2 separate regions of the Sus scrofa genome follow, and region 1 is linked to region 2. The links are chromatin contacts, called in public HiChIP or PLAC-seq maps. All regions are on one chromosome and are shown on one strand. Each heading gives the region's core, a stretch centred on a gene start, on an enhancer-like site or on the middle of the called end of the contact. The rest is flanking DNA. Distances are from core to core; before and after follow the strand shown.

Region 1 (4,284 bases), core at 1,138-3,637, 150 kb after region 2:
ACCTTGATTCATCTTTAACTTATAAAACTGAAACCCCCTTAATAGCTCCAGTACTTGGGACCCAACAGAGGAGCAGGGCCTGAAACAAGACTGATGGGTGAGCTTAGTGGAGACTCTTTTCTCATTTCAAACACATGGAAACGACGGATAAATTTACCTCCTTCCTATCATTTTTTTTTTTTTTTTAACAGGAAGAAGAGCTAGTAAGAAAGGAAGGCCCTTAAATTTTAGGAATGAAGAGGGGAATTCAATGCCAGGGCCTAAATGCATGAGCCAGGGCCAATACCGACAGGGGTAGGAATCTCTAACAGTGAGGGAATGAGGGCTTAGCACCCACTGAAGCCATCTCCATGAGTCCCACTTAGACTGGAAGCTGGCATTGAATTCTACACAGAATGTAAGGAACCTAGGAAACACTATCCTTGAGTAAAGGGGCCAAGAAAAGCTTAGCTTTCTAGTCCAGCAAAGCAACAAGGAGCCTTTGTTGTCTGTCCGTCACTATGGATTGAGTTAAAAACAACATGCTTTCATGAGAAACTGGAACTTTAAGCCTACATTTTGCACACAGGCACACCTCGGGAGCATTGCAAGCTGGGTTCCAGATCACTGCAGTTAAAGCAAACATCACAGCAAAGTGAGTCACAGGAATGTTTTGGTTTCCAATGCATATAAAATTATGTTTGCACTACACTGTAGTCTATTAAGTGTGTGATAGCATCAAGTCTAAAAAAGATGTACATACCTTAATTTAAAAATACAGCCTTGCTCAAAAATGCTATCATCTGACAATGCAGAGTTGCCACAAACCTTCAATTTGTAAAAGACAATTAAGCGCAATGAATGCCTATATAGAACCCAAATTCACTTCACCCTCTTTAATAGGATACCCCAGTTGAAAACTTGATATAAAAACTGATTCTGAAACCCCTGGGACCCTGGTTGCTCTGTAAAGATATTCCCAAAGCCCTGAACACAAGTCTTCCACTTGAAGAAATACCACATGCTGAGGATAGCTACAAAAATGAAATTACAAGAGTTCCCTTGTGGTGAAGGGGCAGTGGGTTAAGGATCCAGCATTGTCACTGCAGTGGCTTGGATTGCTGCTATGGCATGGGCTCAGTCCCTGGCCCAGGAGGAACTTCCACATGCCACCAGCACAGCCAAAAAGAAAAATTAAATTAAATTAATTAAATTAAATTAAATTGAATAATTAAATTAAAACCTCCAAGAGACAAGGAGCCATCCTGAAGAGAGCAGCTCTATAAACAGAGGGATTGGCATGCCAGGCTCTCAGTATAATACACCTGCAAGGGATGATAAAGTAGGAATGCTTAAAATGATGAGATTGAGATTCAAAAAGGAACAGGAAAACTTGAACAAAATAGAACTTCTAAAAATAAAAGCATTGAAATTTTAAAACTTCATAGTTGTGTTTGCAGATTAAGCAGAAATGACAAGATTAATGAAAGGAAGAAAGATCTATGAAAATTAGAGTCTAGTACAGAGAGATGGAAGACAAGAGAAAAGGTAAGAGACAAGAGATAAGTTTAAAAATATGTCTGATAGGAGTAACAAAAATAGAATAAAGAGAATGAGAAGCTTCTGCTGTGCCACAGTGGGTTAAGGATCTACCATTTCTGCCCCTGTGACCTACATCACAGATTCAGCTATTGGCTCAGGAACTTCCATATGCTGTGGGTGTGGCCAAAAATGAAAAAGAATGAAAAGAATGAGGAAGGAAAAAAAAAAGAATAAACAAAGATATAATGCATGATAACTTCCCAGAATGAAAGAAAGGCATCAGCCCACAGACTGAAGAATCATGATGAGTCACAAGCAGGACAAATAAATCCCAATCTAGTCACATCAGAAGGAAACTGCAAAATGCTGAAGACAGACAAAATCATAATGTAAATGACGAAAAAAAAAAAAAAACAAAACCACATGACCCACAATGGAACAAAGAATGACAGGACTTCTCAGAAACATTAGAGGCCAAAAGATAATGTAATAGTCCCTTCCAAATGCTGAGGGAAAAGCTGCTACCCCTGCCCCCAAAAGAATATTAAAGGTACTTTAATATGTATCTTTAAAATGTCTAAAGTGCTTTAAAAGAAGACAATTTCTCCACTCCCTCAATGAAGGAATACAAACGCAAGTAATAAGTAATGCCATTAACAAAACTGGTAAATAAGAACATCTGAGCACAAACTAAAACAACAACACAATGATTCATGCGGATGGGAGGAGAGGATAAAACCAAGGTGAACCATCGGCTTAGATCTGTAACCACCTAGATGATGAGAGAGGTGACAGGAGTTAAAACGTTGCAAGGCTCATGTAGTACCCATAGCTCTGTTGAGTCAGTATGCAGGTTGTGCAAGCTTTCTAGAGCTGTCATAACACTTCCCCATAAACTTGGCTTAAAACAGCAGTAACTTATTCTCTCATAGCTGGGGAAGCCAGATTCCAAAATCCAAGTGTCAACAGAGATCATTCCTCTGGAGGCTCTGAGAAAGACTGTTCTGTGCCTCCCTCCTAGTTTTTAGTGGCTGCCCGCAACCCTTGGTGCTCCTGAACTTGTAGCTACACCACTCAACCTCTGCCTCCGTGTTCACACAGCTTCCTTAAACTCCTGTAGGCTGCAAATATACTGAAGGTTAGGGCCTTCTCCCCTGCTGTCTCCTGTCTCTTTTTCTGTCTCTTATGGGCTCATGGCCCTTTCTAATCCCAGATGATCTCATCTCAAGATCCTTTCCTTAATTATATCTGCAAAGACCCTTATTCCAAACAAGGTCATATTCTGAGGTCCTGGATAGACATATCTTTTGAGACCACAATTCAACCCAGTACACATGTTACAAATATATAAAGGAAGTCACTAAAAATGTCTTTGAAAAAGTGGAATGTATAAATTCTAAGCAAATTTAGAAACACAGAAAACAATCTCCTTAAAGGTAGGAAAGAAGTAAAAGCTAAATAAAAAGCATGGCAAATAAGACATTAGAAATTAAGTCCAAGTGAATTAGAAATCAAGTGTCAGTAAGTTAAAATGCAATTGTTAAAAGACAAACTTAAATTTAAAATGAAGCAAAACAAAAGCCCCATGTCCCACTGGTGATCAAAGCATTCACATACTTGGGTTCCATTCCAACACTGTCCTCAGTACATTCTCCTTTGATTAATATTCTGAAATCATTTTCACCTGTAACATTAAGGACCAAACTGTAAACTAAGGTTGCAAAATAGAAAAAAAAGAAAAAAAGTGTTTTCAACCCAAATTCCTCCCATTCTAGTGGTAGCTAAGGAATTAAATTTTCTGGATCAGTTTTAAGATTTTTTAAAGGTAGTTTTAGATGGCCTAAAAGAGTAACAAAAGGTTAAAACTGTGAGATTTATTTTCGATTCCTCACTCATCTTTATTTTTCCTGCCAATTCTACCTTTTAATAAAAAAAAATTATTTGAAAGTCCAGACTAGAAAAAACAGATCTTGTTAATGAACCTGGTAGACTATGACTGCTTTTCAATCATGGGGAGCATGGATTCTGAATGCACAGCATGGGCCAGATTTAACGAGTTCAGAATACAAAAGACATCACTTGGACACACACACACACACACACACACACACTTTCACCCACTCGAAGGATAGCTCCTATTATTTTATGTAAGGAAAATTATACATGTCAAATAAAATATAAAGTACAAGTTTTAGCACAACAGTGATCTCAAAAAGACAATGAAAATTCAATTAATGGACTATGCACTTTTCCTCTAACCCTCTTTTGGTAAAAAAGATGAAGTAGCCAGAGAGTCCTAAAAATGTGAACAATGTTCTTTGTTCAAGTGTACAAAGCAATATAATGTAATCTTTTTTTTTTTCTTTTTTGTCTTTCTAGGGCTGCACACGTGGCACATGGAGATTCCCAGGCTAGGGGTCAAACCAGAGCTGCAGCTGCCAGCCTACAACCACAGCCGCAGCAACACCAGATCAGAGCTGAGTCTGAGACCCACATCACAGCTCGCGGCAACACCGATCCCCAACCCACTGAGCAAGGCCAGGGATCAAACCCACGCCCCCATGGACACAGTCAGATTCATTTCCACTGAGTCATGACAGAAATTCCAATATAATGCAATCTTAATTCAAGATCTTTCTCAATTCTTATTAAACCTGAAAGTTAGAAAAACACTCTGCTCTTAGCAGTTGAAAATTACGTTTGCCTCCTTAAAAATAGTGCTCTGTCTTCAACGGCTGGGTTGTACTATTAATCTTTATATCC
Region 2 (3,832 bases), core at 1,014-3,513:
ATCTTGTGCATGTTTTGCTTTTCTAAAAAAAAAAAAAACAAAAAACAAAAAACAAAAAACTCCCCAAGACCCCATGATTTAAAGATTGTTTGAATAAGCTATAACAATACCTCATTCAGTATGCTTAATAAGTAAATTCTGATTTTTAATACTTGTGAATCGCTTTGAAGAGTTTTAGTGCTGGTGGCCTGGTGTGGTTGATTTGCAAATTTGATAACCCAGCTTGGTGCCTGGTGAATTGTGACTGCCCCTCTGTGGGCTGCACAAGGTTCTGTTGCAGCCTCTTTACTGTATTAAGCTCATCTGTCACCAAGAAAAAGCGATGGGGACGTAAACAGCAGATTGTAGACACAGCCTTAACCAATATTGCAAAGCACTTTCTGCGTATATTATTTATTGTTTACGCCAGGGAACACAAATTTATTCTGTTCTGAAGAGAAGAGACGTTCATTAAGGAAGATCCTGTGGCAAGGCATCATCAAAACCCAATGCCTTGCCGCCTAAAACTCAAATGAGCCTCATAAAATTAAAGACTTTGTGAGTTTTCAAAGTCATAACTGGAAATCCACACTTGCATATTGGCAGAATTAATGCAGCTGCAATCTCTGCTGGATAATCCACTCAGATTTACTGCTTCCCTCTAGCCTGACAACCTGGCTGCCTGTCTCCTTCCCAGCCATGGGCCAAAGGAGGCCAGCACATGCACATCCATGAGAAGTATCTTGATATATTTTTCAGGAAAAAATAACAACCATACTTAATCCTGTAAAGCTTCTTCTTCCATGATTTCCATTCTGTACCTACACTCATGTACCTTTCTCATCAGTTCACTCAAGATTCCAGGTTGTAGCAAGGGCTGCAGGCTCCTCTCATTCTAAAACTCCCCCACTTCCTTTTGGAGGACTTAACATTTTAAAACATTTTACCTGTTTTTTTGTTTGTTTGTTTGTTTTGTTTTTAGTAGCTGTAATATTCAAATGGTTTAAAATTCAAAAGTTATAAAAGCATATACAGTAAAAACTGTCCTTTCTTTCCCTGACTCCCCAGCTGCCTGGTCCCCATCTCAGAGGCATCCTATGTTAGCATTGTCTGGCATGTTATTCCAGAGCTAGTATATATTGAGTTTCTCCCTAGCTACTTCAACTGACATAAGTACCCTGGACAACAAATTCCACTTCTTGTTTCTGCACTTGACAATGGGCATGCACTTTGTGAAGAATGGTCCATCTGGGAACGATGTCTCTCTTCTGACAGTTTCAGGAGATGCCCATGTGGAAGGACTAGGAGGGAAAGTGGTCTGAACCTGAAGATAAGGACAGTCAACTCCTCTAAGCATGGAGATGCCCATGTGGACGGACTAGGAGGGAAAGTGGTCTCTTCCAACTGGAGATAAGCATAGTCAACTCCTCTAAGTATGGGAAGACAGACCTCACAGCCAGATCACCCGTGTGCTCTCTTCAGGTGAAGGTAGCTAGGTAACTTCTCCAAGCCAAACCTAGCACGGAATATCGAGTCTAGTCTCAAGATATGTTTACCAATTGATCAATAACTACAAATATTGAACCTAGAGAATTACAGAATCAACATGTCATAGAATGGGTAAAAGCTGTTTAGAACCAATTAAAAACTGTCTGTTTTAAAACAAGTTTGTGGAGTTCCCGTCGTGGCGCAGTGGTTAACGAATCCGACTAGGAACCATGAGGTTGCGGGTTCGATCCCTGCCCTTGCTCAGTGGGTCAAGGTTCCGGCGTTGCTGTGAGCTGTGGTGTAGGTCACAGACGCAGCTCGGATCCTGCGTTGATGTGGCTCTGGCGTAGGCTGGCAGCTACAGCTCCGATTCGACCTCTAGCCCCGGAACCTCCATGTGCCGCGGGAGCGGCCCAAGAAACGGCAGAAAGACAAAAAAATAAAAAAATAAAAAAAAATAAAACAAGTTTGTTAGTACTTTTTCTTGAGGCAAGAGTAGGCCCACAGACACATGTGCACTAGCCTGGGGCAAGGGCTGAGGGTCTGGAGGGACTGGGGGGACCCACTGCCAAGAGCAGCAGGGAGCAGAGGGAATTCGAGGTGTGAGTGCAAACCAGAGCACAGGGGAGACAGCGAGGGCTGGTCACCAGGCACTGGGACTAAAGAGCAAGTGTGTGGCCAAAGAGAGGCAAGGCAAAAGCTAAGATGCCAAGAAGGTCAGATGAGGTAAGATAAGTGCTCAGGAGACAGGATGAGAATCAGCAAGGGCACTGAGGACTGCATTCTTGTGGCTGTCTGACTGGGGAAGAGTTTGGCCAGCTCACCCAAGAGTGCCAGGCCAAGCGTTTGGTGGTGAAGCACTGTAACGCCAGTGTCCCAGCAAACCCCACATTTTAAAAGGAAGAGCTGAGGAGATGGGATTAAGATGGCAGAATAGGACTGGAGCTCACCTTCTCTCATAAAAACAAAATTATAACCAAATGCTGAACAACCTTTGATCAAATGGATTGAAAACTTTCAAAAAGATAACCTACTCCAGAAGACAGAGGAGACCACATCAAGATGGTAGGAGGGGCGATTATGCAATATAAGTAACCCCATACCTCCCATGTGGGAAGCCCACAGACTGGAAAGTAACTGTATCAGAGACTCACCTACAGGAGTGAGAATTCTAAGGCCCATGTTGGGTCCCCACAACTGGGGATCTGGCATTGAAGGCCAGTGGGGCTTCTGTGCAGGAGCTCCACAGGACTGGGGGAAACAGAGACCCCATTCTTGAAAGGCTCACACAGGATTTCAAGTACACTGGGTCCCAAGGCAAAGCAAAGACTCCACAGGAATCTGGGTCAGATCTGACTGCAGTTCTTGAAGGATCTCTTGGGAAAACAGGGGGTAACTGTGGCTCGTCATGGGTGAGGGACACTGGAGGCAAAGCTCTCAGGAATATTCATCAGTGTGTGTTTCCTGAGGTAGGCTTGTATTGCTATAAAGGACATTTTTCACAGAACTCAAACAAAGTATTTTAAAGTTTGGAAGCACAAAAGACCCAGAATAGCCAAAGGCACCCTGAGAAAGAAAGATGGAGCTGGAGGACTCAGACTCCCTGACTTCAGACTATACTACAAAGCTACAGTCATCAAAACCATATGGTACTTGCCCTGAGACAGAAATATAGATCAGTGGAATAGGATAGAAAGCCCAGAATTAAACCCAAGCACCTACAGTCAACTAATCTATGACAAAGGAGGCAAGAATATACAATGGAGAAAAGACAGCCTGTTCAATAAGTGGTGCTGGGAAAACTGGACAGCCACATGGAAAAGAATGAAATTAGAACACTCCCTAACACCCTACATAAAATAAACTCAAAATGGATCAAAGACCTAAATATAAGACCAGATACTATAAAACTCTTAGAGGAAAACACAGGCCAAACACTCTCTGACGTAAACCATGGCAACTCTTCTCAGATCCACCTCCTAGAGTAATGACAATAAATATAAAAATAAACAAATGAGACAATTAAACTCAAAAGTTTCTGCACAGCAAAGGAAACCCTAAACAAAATGAAAAGACAACCCACTGAATTGGATAAAATGTCTGCAAATGAAGTGACTGACAAGGGATTAATCTCCAACATTTATAAACATCTTCTGTATCTCGATACCAAAAAAAACCAACCCCATCAAAAAATGGGCAGAAAATCTAAACAATTCTCCAAAGAAGACATACAGATGGCCAAAAAACATATGAAAAGATGTTCAACATCACTCATTATTAGAGAAATACAAATCCAAACCACTATGAGGTACTACCTTACACTGGCCAGAGTGGCCATCATCAAAAAGCCTACAAACCATAAGTT

Evidence for each region. HiChIP or PLAC-seq counts read pairs in DNA pulled down with a chosen protein or histone mark.
Region 1: a contact with region 2 is called in an H3K27ac HiChIP or PLAC-seq map of skeletal muscle. The contact joins two enhancer-like sites. A contact is called at or near these places in 2 of 2 datasets of contacts at active chromatin or transcription factors (alveolar macrophages and skeletal muscle).

What each region holds. Positions count from the first base shown.
Region 1 is chr2:119,688,259-119,692,542 of Sscrofa11.1, forward strand. No RefSeq gene overlaps it. Among named protein-coding and RNA genes, the nearest start is that of FEM1C, 33 kb to the right of the region's middle. Within about 2 kb of position 2,388, at least 12 of the 83 cell types and tissues checked have an H3K27ac peak or open chromatin away from gene starts, as enhancers often do. A contact at or near this core is called in skeletal muscle, where this site is marked.
Region 2 is chr2:119,542,873-119,546,704 of Sscrofa11.1, forward strand. The region is part of intron 1 of LOC110259444 (a long non-coding RNA gene); the gene reads right to left. Among named protein-coding and RNA genes, the nearest start is that of CCDC112, 64 kb to the left of the region's middle. Within about 2 kb of position 2,264, at least 1 of the 83 cell types and tissues checked has an H3K27ac peak or open chromatin away from gene starts, as enhancers often do. A contact at or near this core is called in skeletal muscle, where this site is marked.